Regions from separate parts of the Pan troglodytes genome. Here regions 1, 2 and 4 are each linked to region 3. Evidence: chromatin contacts called from public Hi-C and HiChIP or PLAC-seq data. All regions are on one chromosome and are shown on one strand. The core of a region is the stretch at or near the end of the contact, and the rest is flanking DNA. Distances in the headings are between cores, read along the strand shown.

Evidence for each region. Hi-C and Micro-C count contacts between places; a contact is called where the count stands out from the background. HiChIP or PLAC-seq counts read pairs in DNA pulled down with a chosen protein or histone mark.
Region 1: a Hi-C map of stem cell-derived neural progenitor cells shows a contact between it and region 3, with 3 times the contacts expected there. The contact joins the promoter of TMEM141 here to the promoter of ABCA2 in region 3. A contact is called at or near these places in 3 of 7 Hi-C or Micro-C datasets (blood, induced pluripotent stem cells and stem cell-derived neural progenitor cells), 1 of 1 datasets of contacts at active chromatin or transcription factors (stem cell-derived excitatory neurons) and 1 of 1 other capture datasets (stem cell-derived neural stem cells).
Region 2: an H3K4me3 HiChIP or PLAC-seq map of stem cell-derived excitatory neurons shows a contact between it and region 3, with 2.8 times the contacts expected there. The contact joins the promoter of RABL6 here to the promoter of ABCA2 in region 3.
Region 4: an H3K4me3 HiChIP or PLAC-seq map of stem cell-derived excitatory neurons shows a contact between it and region 3, with 2.3 times the contacts expected there. The contact joins the promoter of EDF1 here to the promoter of ABCA2 in region 3. A contact is called at or near these places in 1 of 7 Hi-C or Micro-C datasets (induced pluripotent stem cells) and 1 of 1 datasets of contacts at active chromatin or transcription factors (stem cell-derived excitatory neurons).

What each region holds. Positions count from the first base shown.
Region 1 is chr11:1,665,020-1,667,719 of NHGRI_mPanTro3-v2.0_pri, reverse strand. It overlaps TMEM141 (transmembrane protein 141), which reads left to right and starts at 1,379. Exons shown (of 5, transcript XM_001162853.7): 1 at 1,379-1,521; 2 at 1,808-1,874; 3 at 2,044-2,127; 4 at 2,348-2,455. The coding sequence starts at 1,468.
Region 2 is chr11:1,648,668-1,651,367 of NHGRI_mPanTro3-v2.0_pri, reverse strand. RABL6 (RAB, member RAS oncogene family like 6) reads left to right here and starts at 1,326. Exons shown (of 15, transcript XM_016962178.3): 1 at 1,326-1,737. The coding sequence starts at 1,608. It overlaps CCDC183 (coiled-coil domain containing 183), which reads left to right. Exons shown (of 14, transcript XR_010148528.1): 11 at 1-91; 12 at 214-286; 13 at 389-485; 14 at 991-1,160. LOC107976827 (a long non-coding RNA gene) reads right to left here and starts at 991. Exons shown (of 3, transcript XR_001721107.3): 1 at 680-991; 2 at 248-382. LOC134807618 (a long non-coding RNA gene) reads left to right here and starts at 2,670. Exons shown (of 2, transcript XR_010148529.1): 1 at 2,670-2,700.
Region 3 is chr11:1,422,540-1,425,239 of NHGRI_mPanTro3-v2.0_pri, reverse strand. It overlaps ABCA2 (ATP binding cassette subfamily A member 2), which reads right to left and starts at 1,401. Exons shown (of 48, transcript XM_016962210.3): 1 at 994-1,401. The coding sequence starts at 1,386. FUT7 (fucosyltransferase 7) reads right to left here. Exons shown (of 2, transcript XM_016962214.4): 2 at 2,452-2,700.
Region 4 is chr11:1,590,985-1,593,684 of NHGRI_mPanTro3-v2.0_pri, reverse strand. It overlaps EDF1 (endothelial differentiation related factor 1), which reads right to left and starts at 1,286. Exons shown (of 5, transcript XM_016962184.4): 1 at 1,095-1,286. The coding sequence starts at 1,172.

The DNA of each region.
Region 1 (2,700 bases), core at 130-2,629, 240 kb before region 3:
AGACTTAGAAATTATCTAAAGACTTCAGCCTTTTTTTTTTTTTTTTTTTTTTTTGAAACAGAGTCTCACTCTGTCGCCCAGGTTGGAGTGCAGTGGCACGATCTTGGCTCCCTGCAACCTCCGCCTCCCAGGTTCAAGTGATTCTCCTGCCTCAGCCTCCCCAGTACCTGGGATTATAGGCACCTGCCACCACGCCCGGCTAATTTTCGTATTTTTAGTAGAGACGGGGTTTCACCATCTTGGCCAGGCTAGTATTTAACTCCTGACCTTGTGATCCACCCGCCTCGGCCTCCCAAAGTGCTGGGATTACAGGCGTAAGCCACCGCGCCTGGCCAAGATTTCATCTTTTTACCTCATATTTCTTAGGAATTTAATGGTTATATGTTGTCTTTTTTCCCATGCCTTTTGGCTCAAGCAACACGTGTATCAGTGTTGACTTTTTCTTTCTTTGATCTAGTTAAAAAAAAAACCACATAATAATTCTTTGAAGAAAGGAAGGGGTTAATTTTTTCCCCTAGCACTTTCTTGAAGATCAAGGACTTTATCGATGAAAAAGTAGTAAATAGTTATTTGTAACCTGTGTGAAGCAGCAGCCTGACTTGAAGTCGTCCGTTCTTGCTAATGGTTACACCAGTGAATACTAGTGGAATTGTTTGGGCTGATTTTAGTTTCTCTTAATCAAAATTACTAGATGATAGAATTCAAGAACTTGTGCATGTTATTACTTGGTGTATCGATAATTATTTAAAAGTAAAGACTCTTTGTCATGCAAAACAAAAGGAGTTTGAGGCTCAGCTACTAAGCTGCTGGTTACAGAACCACTTTGCTAAACAGTAATTTTATACATCCCCACTCCGTGGTGGCTTATGAGAAATTCAATCCCTGATTGTAGTCCTCAAGCAAAATAACTCTTGACAATCATTAGGCCTCTGCAAGTGTGGGAATGAGGCCCGGCCGGGGGGAGGAGCGCACGCTCTCAGCCACGCCCCGCCCGGTGCCCGCCTTCGCCCCGCCCAGTCGTCGCCGGAGGTCACAGGGCCCAAGCTCCTAGAGGCGTGGCCAGGCCCCAGGCCCCACCCCTCTCCCCTGCGCTCTAGCAGGCTCGATCCATGCTCCGCCCCCAATCCAAGGCCCTGGCCCCTCCGCCTGCACCTGGCAGGCCCCGCCTCTTAGAACCCGACACCTCCGCCTGCGCAGGCCCGCTCCCCGGTCCTGTCTCTCAGGCCCCGCCCCCAGGTCGCGTCTCCAAAGTCCCGTCCCTCAGGCCCCGCCCTCAGGCCCCGTCTCCTAGGCCCCGCCCCCTCCGCCTGTTCCAGCGCGCGCCCGTCCCTAGGCCTCGCCCCCAGATCCGGGCCCCACTCCTCCGCCCGCAACTGCGCAGGCCTGTCCTCTAGGCCACACCCCCAGGTTCCCGCCCCGCCCTTCCGCCTGCGCCTGCGCAGGCCCGCTCCCCGAGCCCTGCCAACCATGGTGAATTTGGGTCTGTCCCGGGTGGACGACGCCGTGGCTGCCAAGCACCCGGTGAGAAGGCCGGTCTGGGACGCGGGCCTCAGACCCCACAAGCTGACCTGAGCGAGACGGGGGGCTGGGGCGTGGGGGTGCCTTCGTCAGGGAAGAGTGGCGGAGGCTGGGGGCACTCTCTTGCTAAGGGGCTCAGGGCGTCCGGGTTGGCATCGGGGAGGTGGGACGTGTCCAAGTGCCCAGGGTCTCACTCCTCCACAGCCAGGGTGTGCCCAGAGGAGGGACAGGAGAGGCGGTGAAGGAAGAGGGCAGGGGATCGAGCCTTCACCCGCCTCTGCCACCCCAGGGACTCGGGGAGTATGCCGCATGCCAGTCACACGCCTTCATGAAGGGCGTTTTCACCTTCATCACAGGTAGGCTGCGTCCAGGTGTCCTGCGGCTGGGAGAGAACGCACCCTCCTGCCCTGCCCTGGCTCCCCAGCAGGGGGCGCCAAGTCACCTGCCCGCAGGTGCTGGGGGCCTGGCAAGGTGGGCCCTGGCCATCCCCGGGTACAGGTTGATGGGGACCTCGGCTCTTTGCAGGCACTGGCATGGCCTTTGGCTTGCAGATGTTCATTCAGAGGAAGTTTCCATACCCTTTGCAGTGGAGCCTCCTAGTGGCCGTGGGTGGGTACTCCAGGGCCCCTGCCTGGGCTCTTTGAGGGGTGGGTTTCTGCTAGGGTTGGGGCTGTGGTTCTGCGTCCCTGACTCTGACGTGGAGCCCCAGGTCTCGGCGGGAGCCCCACCTGAGCCCACCCACCACGTCTGTCAGGAAGTAGCCTGTGCCCGGTTCTCTTAGCCTGGGAAGCACAGAGGCCCCAGCCCTCTTCCATTTCCTGCTCCACAGTTGCAGGCTCTGTGGTCAGCTACGGGGTGACGAGAGTGGAGTCGGAGAAATGCAACAACCTCTGGCTCTTCCTGGAGACCGGGCAGCTCCCCAAAGACAGGAGCACAGGTGAGAGAGCCTGGGGGTTAGCGAGAAGTGAATGCCACAGCTCCAGCACCCAGAGTTTTGGGCAGCCAAGCCTGGGTGCACCATGCGATAGCCTAGACAAGGTCCCTCCCTCTGGCCCAGCCTCCTCAGCATGTGACTCCCAGATGGGTTGGAGCTGGGGGTGGGCGCAGTAGACAGATCTTGGAGAGCTCCCTTTGAGGAGAAAGAACCAAGAGGGGCTGGGGTGCCCCTGAGATTGAGAGGAA
Region 2 (2,700 bases), core at 77-2,576, 230 kb before region 3:
GACCAAGGGCCAGGAGCTGCTGCTGACCATCCAGATGGGCATCGACAACCTCTATGTCCGGCTGATGGGCATCACCTTGCCTGCGACCCAGGTACCAGGAGTGAGGCTGAGCTGCCACACACCAGGTCCCTGGGCAGGGCCAGAGGGGAGATGAGACCCTCCTCCCGGCCTACAGAGAGAAGTGGTGCTCTCCGACACCCTCGATTTGAACAGCAAGCTGGCGTACTGCGAGGGGAAGCTCACGTACCTGGCTGACAGAGTGCAGATGGTGTCCAGGACCGAGGAGGTAGCCCCGGGCTGGGAGGAACCTGCACAGCCCACGTCCCCTCAAAGCTGACAGGCTCCCGTTCAGAGTGTCTGCACGGCTGAAGGGGGCTTTGCCCTGCAGGGCGACACAAAGGTGAGGGACACCCTGGAGTCCTCGACTCTGATGGAGAAGTACAACACTAGGATCAGCTTTGAGGACCGGGAGGAGGATATGATCGGTACAGGCCCCGGAACTGGGGCCCGGGCTGCAGGCGGGTGGCTGGAACAGAGGTCGGGGTGGCGCCGGCTCCCATCCCACCGGGACATCCTGGAGGGACAGCGGGGCTACAGGATGCATCAGTTGTACCTGCAGGACTTTAATTGATGGAGGTGACTTAGTGATGCCATGGGGAGGCTAAAGCCACTGAAATACCTTGTTAATTTCTCCGAAAGGAGGAGGCATGCCATGCCAGACAGGCCCGGAGGAGAGGCACCAGGGCTGGAGCAGGGAGGAGCGCGGGGAAGGCCTGGGCCGGAGCTTCCACTGGGGGTTCTGCGGGAAAGGCTAGGCAGGGCAGCGTGAGCCGCTGCGAATGGGCTGGGCTGAGTCCTCCCGGCACGCTGGGGCTGTCCCTGGGGCAAGGCACCTGGCCCGGGTCGGTGGAGGGCGGGGGCGAGAAGCGGGTCGGGCGGCTGCGCCTAGGTGGGGTAGCCCCGTGTGCGAGCCGCCGCCTCCGCCCGCAGACACCTTCCAGTTCGCCGACATGGACCACAGCTACGTCCCTTCGCGCGCCGAGATCAAGAGGCAGGCGCAGCGGCTAATCGAGGGGAAGCTCAAGGCGGCCAAGAAAAAGAAGAAGTAGCCCCGCCGCCCCGCTCCCTGCTTTGCTACACAAATAAACATTTTTCCAGGACTGCTGCGGACGCTGGGGCGACCGGGGTCTCGGAGAGCAGCACGGGACACGCAGGATCGGGGGAGGTTCTGCGTAAGGAGGTAGCCCGGGCCGGGAACTGCGCGCCAGAACCGCGTGCGCATGCGCCGACCGCGCGCGCCGCGGCCCTCGCGGCGCCCCGTAGCCGCGCGCCCCTCCCGTCCCGCCGAGCCGGCGCCAAGATGGCGGCGCTGACGCCTGGAGAGCGGCCGCGCCGGAGGCCGCGGGGGCCGGATCGGAGCAGCCGCGGCTGAGGTTCCCGAGTCGTCGCTCGGGGCTGCGCTCCGCCGCCGGGACCCCGGCCTCTGGCCGCGCCGGCTCCGGCCTCCGGGGGGGCCGGGGCCGCCGGGACATGGTGCCAGTCGCACCCCTTCCCCGCCGCCGCTGAGCTCGCCGGCCGCGCCCGGGCTGGGACGTCCGAGCGGGAAGATGTTTTCCGCCCTGAAGAAGCTGGTGGGGTCGGACCAGGCCCCGGGCCGGGACAAGAACATCCCCGCCGGGCTGCAGTCCATGAACCAGGCGTTGCAGAGGCGCTTCGCCAAGGGGGTGCAGTACAACAGTGAGTGCGGCGGGCCGGGGGGGCGCGGGAGCGCCGCGCGGGTCTCCGAGCCCAGGCCCAGGGCGCCGCGCGGTGGTGGGTGTCGGTCTCGCCTGCTTGCCGGTTGTGGGGTGCGCTGGGCCCGCCGGGCGCTCCGGGAGCGGGGGCGCGGGCCAGGGGACGCGAGGAGAGGCCAGGCCAGGCCAGGACCGGGTCCTCGCGGCCCCCGAGCCGCGGGTCGTTTCCCAGCCGCACTCGCCTGCCGCGTGTCGCTCCCGCCGCGCTGTGCAGTGGAGCGGGTCGGCGGCGGCGGGGTTGGCCCGGCTGCCCGGCCCGGGGGTGATTACATAATGCCAAGCAGGGCCCGCCGGCCCGGGGCGCCGCGCCCCCGACGCTCCACGGTGCCCAGCCCCGGGCACCACTCACCTGCAGGAGGTGCGGGGAACCCAGCCGGCCTTGGCGCTTTCAGCGGGATTTTTCTTTGTTGACTTCCTACTGAGTTTGAAGACAGAATATTAGCTACGCCACACATTCTCGCCTTTTTTTTTTAAGAAGCGTTTGTAAGAGACGTATCTAGAAAAGCTCCAGAAGGCACGGGCTGACTTGCGACTGTAGGAGACATCCCATTTCTCGTAGGAAGGAGGAGTCATTTACGGACTCCTGAGTGCCTGAGACGCTCCATTCCTTTGTTACAAATTGTGTAAATTGTCCTCGACCTCTTATGAGTTTTTCTATCTTGCGGGCTCTTTCCCAGTAGTTTTTGAAAGCTTTTATGTGGTTCCCTGTTTTGACATTGCTTCCCTCTTAGCCATTTCCGTATGTTTCTATGAGGTTTTAGGACGCTACGCCTATCCAGTTTTTTGGTCACTTTAAGGGGAGCCTTAGAGCCTCCGTGATATTTCCGTGGTAATGTAGAATTTTAAGAACTAATGATCAGAAAGACTCTTGTGCAGGTTTAAAAGCAAGTTCATGAATTCGCCTGCC
Region 3 (2,700 bases), core at 152-2,651:
TCCTGGGAACCAGGGCCTCCCTCGAGCCAGAGTCCTGAGCGCCGCTTGCCCCCCGCCCACAGCGGCCCCAGAGAGCGCGCTGCAGAGGGCGCGGGTGCCGTGACTCAGCCGAGCACCGCGATGTCAGCGGACGCGGGACCGGACTGGACACGACCGAGCCACCTCCCCGGAGGCCGCAGCGCCGGCAGGCGAGGGCAGGGCCCGGCGGGGAGGGGGCTCGGGCCCGCGCCGCCCCCAGCGCCCGCCGGGGTCTGCGCGCGCCCGGCCGTCCGCACGTGCGCGCGGGGAGCGCGCCTCTGGCCGCGGTGCGCGCGGCCTCGGGCTGAGGGCGGGTGCGTGGGGTGGGCTCACCGGGCTCCGGCGTTTGAGCGTCACGTTCTTCCAGAGCAGCAGCTGCAGCTGGTGCAGGAAGCCCATGGCGGGGCCACGCTCCGCCGCCTCAGCGCCGCGGCCCGCTCCTCTGCGCGCCCCGCCGGGCCCCGCAGCCCGCCGCGCCGCTGGGCATCGCCCGCGCGGGGGCGGGGCGCTCGGGCGTCCGGGACCCGATCCGCGCTGGCTCCGCCCCGGCGGCCGCGGCGACAGCGACTCTGCCCGCGCCCCGCCCGCCCCCGCTTAAAGGCGCCGCGCTCCGTCCGCGCCCGCCAGGAGGCGCCCGCCGCCCGCGCCGCGCCCGGGACCGACCCGGGCCCGAGACCCTGCGCGCGCCGCCGCCGGGAAGCCTCCGGGCCGCCCCTCGCCGGGCGTCACGCGACGCGCCCACATCGAATCCGAGACCCCGGCTTAGCCTTCGTAGGCCGGGGGACCCTCGGGCGCTGCGCTCTTCTCCCAGAGGCATCCGGCTGCGCCCACCGCGCTGGCGACTCTGCAGAGGCGCCCCAAGCCTTCACTGTCCCCGGGGCGCGCCGAGCGGACGCTGGCGAGGGGCCAGCTCACCCCCGTAAGGGTCTCCTGTGTGCTTTGTAAACCAGCACTTGGAGTCCAGGTGGTGCCCACCTGGAAGGGAGGCAGGGCGGCCAGGTGGGTCCGTCCCGCGATTCCGAGCAGCCAGCGGAAGGGGGGAAACCCGAGGCCCCAGGAACGCTCGCCGTGGGCGGAGCAGGCAGGGGACCGAGGCGGCCCCTGCTGCACGCGGCTCATTTTTCTCCCCGTATTCGGGCGAGTCTGGTCTCTGCACAGGGAGTTCGGGATCAGGCGGTTCTGCGGCTGCGGCTTGGCACCTGCTGGGGCGCCCCGGGAGGTGGGGCAGTTCCTCCGCGTGGCCTGTAGAGAGCGACAGAGGACAGGCTGACCCCATGGGTGGCTCTGACGGCGCTTTCCAGACTCAGTTTCCCCAGCTGTGAATGGGGTGGAGTAGGGCTGTGTGGTGTCCAGTGTCAGGGCGCACATAGAAGGCGCATCCTCAAGTGAATGAAGACCTCCGAGGCCACAGCTCCCCACTCCTCCCAGCTCCTTTGCAGCAGGAAGGTGACCCTGGGCTAGTGAGTGAGGGATCAGCTTCCCACCCCAGCCCGCAGCCTCAAGGCACTTGCTTTTCTCTGCTCAGTCCACAGGGCTGGGTCAGGGCAGGAAGCTACCAGCAGGTCTTTCCCACAAGCCACAGCCATGGGTGAGGGGGGCTTCCTGCCCTCAACCTGCCCACCCCTACCTGGGGTAGGGACAAGCCCTGTGCCCCAGCCCCGGCGGCTTAGCCTGTTGGGGCCCTGGTCAGCACCACCCGTGGGTTGGCCTCTCTCCTCCTCGCCCCACTCTCCACCGTCCACTACAGGGGCTCCCTGGCTGCAGCTGCATCCCCAGTGCCTCCCCAGCACTGGCCACCAGAGGGAGCTACAAGGCACAGGTCAGACCCTGTCACCCCAGACACCCTCCAGCCTGCGGGCCTGGGAGATGGGCGCTTTCAGCCTGGCCAGGCCTCTGACGTCCGTTCCCTACTCTTCCCCAACCTTGGCCTGTTTTGGTTTTTGTTTTGAGACAGGGTCTCATTCTGTTGCCCAGGCTGGAGTGCCGTGGTGTGATCACGGCTCACTGAAGCTTCAACCTCCTGGGCTCAAGCCATCCTCTCACCTCAGTATCCCAAGTAGCTGAGACCACAAGCGTGAGCCACCACGCACTGCTAATTCTTGTGTTTTTGGTAGAGATGAGATTTCACTACACTGCCCAGGCTGGTCTCGAACTCCTGGGCTCATCGCCTTGGCCTTTTGGGGGACACAGAAGGCTCTCTGATAAGGGGCCGTCTGGTGGAGGCTGTAGGAACTGGGGTAGCCAGTGGGCAGCCCGGCACAGGGAGGGCTCTCAGGCGGAGGGTGAGCAAAGGCCCCGAAGTCAGGCGACAGGACCCCCCGTGGGGAACAAGCAGCCCCATGGCCGTGGGGGCGACATGTCAGGGGAGGGCAGACGCAGGCTCTGTGGCCCTGCACGGAGGTGACCCATGAGACACGGGCCAGACCCACGAGGCACTGCTCAGACGTTTATTGTCCACCACCCTCCCTCCCTGAGCCCAGAACAAGCTGGTTTGCTCCCCGTGGTCTCCTGGGCCCCGCCCCAGCCTACACACAGGGACCTCAGAAGTATGGACGTGGCAGGGACCCGTGCCTGTGTCTCGGGGACCACAGGGCCTCTGCTACCGAGGAAGCTCGGGGTCCCAGGTTTGGCCCCCACAAACCAGGCTGGGGTGCCCCCAGCCCCAAGGGCCCTGCCTTTCAC
Region 4 (2,700 bases), core at 37-2,536, 170 kb before region 3:
GTAGGGCAGACCAATGAATCCCTGTCACCAGAGCCCCAGCGCATCCTGGCCCAACTGGCCTCAAAGGCTTCAGCCCTAGGCCACCTGAGGGTACGAATGAGGCAGAGGCGGTGACTAAACTGTCCTCCCTATTACATCAGACTCACAACTGACCCTCGGATCCATCAGCCACATTGGTAATCTCCTTCCACAAGTACTGTTCAGGGCACGCCCATCTTCCACCTGTGCAACAGGGTCCACCTGCTCATGGGGTCCCCTGAAGCAGGCACTCTCTACAGCCTGTGATGCACCCAGGCAGGCTCCCTGGGCAGTATCTGACCAGCGGAGACCAGTAGAACCAAGCAGGTCCCAGGCAGAGAGAAAATTCTCAGGGAGGAGCCTACCCCCTGTCCCCAGCTCCCACTCAGGTCACTAACCTCTGCCCCGTCACCCAGTCTCCCGCCCCAGGCCCTCAACTGCTGTCCAATGGCCCCCAGCCCTATCCCAACCCCAATTCCCCACCCTCATCGCTGGTTCCTGCAGCTTGCCCCAGTCCCCACCCCTGTCCTAAGCCCTGTACCCCACTCTACCCTGTTCTTCCAAGCCCTGTCCCCATCTCCATCCCTGCCCCCGTTCCCAGTGCCCACCCTGGTTCTCTGTCCCCTATCCTCACACAAGGCCCCCAGCCTTGTCCCCGTCCCCGTCCCCACCTCCTGCCTCTGTCCTCACACCTGTCCCCACCAACAGTCCCTGCCCCTATCCCCTCCCCGCCCCACCCTGGCACTGGTCCCGGCCCTATCGCCTGCCCCTTGCCCCGTCCGGTTCCCTGCTCCTCTCCTCCTCCAGTCGCCCGCCCCCTGCCTCCTCGATCCGCCCATCCCCACCTGGGTCCGCCCCCCACCTTCCCACCCCTGTCCTGGCCCGGTCCTCCTACCCCTGCGATTCGCCCCGCCCCTCGAACCCCGTCCTGCCCCCGGCACCCCAGCCTTGTCCCCGTCCCCTGCGCCCTGTCCCAGGCCCCGCCTGCCCTTCCCCGAGCCCCTTGCCCCACGGTCCGTGGCCCCGGCCCAGCGTCCGCCCCGCCCGGCCCGGCCGCTCCTCAGTCAGCAAAGCACCTGCTTGGATTTGGCCTGGGCGGCCGTAGGGCCCTTCTTGCGCAGCACCGTCACCGTGTCCCAGTCGCTCTCGGCCATGGCGGGCGAAGACGAGCGTCCGTCCGGCGGCTCAGCGGCAGCTGCTAGAGACCTGGCGCGGCGACGCTACGTCCCCTCGGCACCTCCCCGCTTCCGGCGTCCCATTGGCTGGCTGCACGCGGGGGGCGGGCACTTCCCGTGCTCGGGGCCATTCGGCGTTCGGCTCGTCTGAGGGACGCCGTGGCCGGGCGCCGGCGACGTGGGGAGGGCGACGTCGGGGCCTGGCCTGGCCTGGCGAGGCGCGATAGCCGCTGGGGGTGCAGGTCGGGAGGACCCCGGAGCCCGGGCCCCGCGGCTTCCGAGCACACGAGGGCGGCGGCTGCGCCCCGACGCGCAGCCCCCGCGCCTCCCCGGGCCCCGCACCCCGGCCGGGCCACGCGGGCGGAGGGGGCGCGGGGTCTCCGCTCTAGCCGTGCGGCCGCCCCCCTTTGTTTTGCCGCCTGCGCGGCTGGGACCTGCGCTCGAGGACCAGGGCCGTGGGGCCCGAAACGCAGCGTGGGGTGGGACACTTTTTTTTTTTTTTTAACTTTTATTTTTTGAGATGGAGTCTTGCTCTGTCGCCCAGGCTGGGTGCCGTGGCGCGATCTCGGCTCACTCCGTCTCCCGGGTTCATGCCATTCTCCTGCCTCAGCCTCCCGAGTACCTGGGACTACAGGCGTCAGCCACCACGCCCGGCTAATTTATTTATTTTATTTTATTTTTAGTAGAGACGGGCCAGGATGGTCTCCATCTCCTGATCTCGTGATCCGCAGGTGGGACTCTTTAAGAAAAAGAACGCAGGCCGGGCACGGTGGTTCACGCCTGTAGTCCCAGAACTTTGGGAGGCCGAGGCGGGCGTATCACCTGAGGTCGGGAGTTCGAGACCAGCCTGACCAACATGGAGAAACCCCGTCTCTACTAAAAACACAAAATTAGCCGGACGTGGTGGCGGGCACCTGTAATCTCAGCTACTCGGGGAGGCTGAGGCAGAAGAATCAGTTGAACCCGGGAGGCGGAGGTTGCGGTGAGCCGAGATCGCGCTGTTGCACTCCAGCCTGGGCAACAAGAATGAAACTGCGTTTCAAAAAAAAAGAAAAAGAAAAAGAATGGAAAACTGTGAAAACATCGGTTGCAAAAATGAATGGTTTTGCATGATGTTTATTTTCTGTAATGTATAAAGTATATATGTTATATGACAATAATTCTGTAATACCCTATTTTCCAGCCGTTTTGTATAATGAGAAAGGTCATTATACATTATTATTGAACAACTTTTTTAGGATTTTTATTTTTATAGACAGGGTCTCACTCTGTGGCCCACGCTGGAGCACAACATTGAGATCTCAGCTCACTGCAGCCTCGACGTCCTGCGCTCAAGCGATGGGACTATAGGCGCGGCCCCCACGCCTGGCTAATTTTTGTATTTTGTGGGGTAGAGATGGGGTCTCCGTGCCACCCTGGCTTGTCAGTCTGGAACTCCTGAGCTCACGTGATCCTCCCGCCTCTGCCTCCCAAAGCCTGGGATTACAGGCTTGAGCCACCGCAGGCC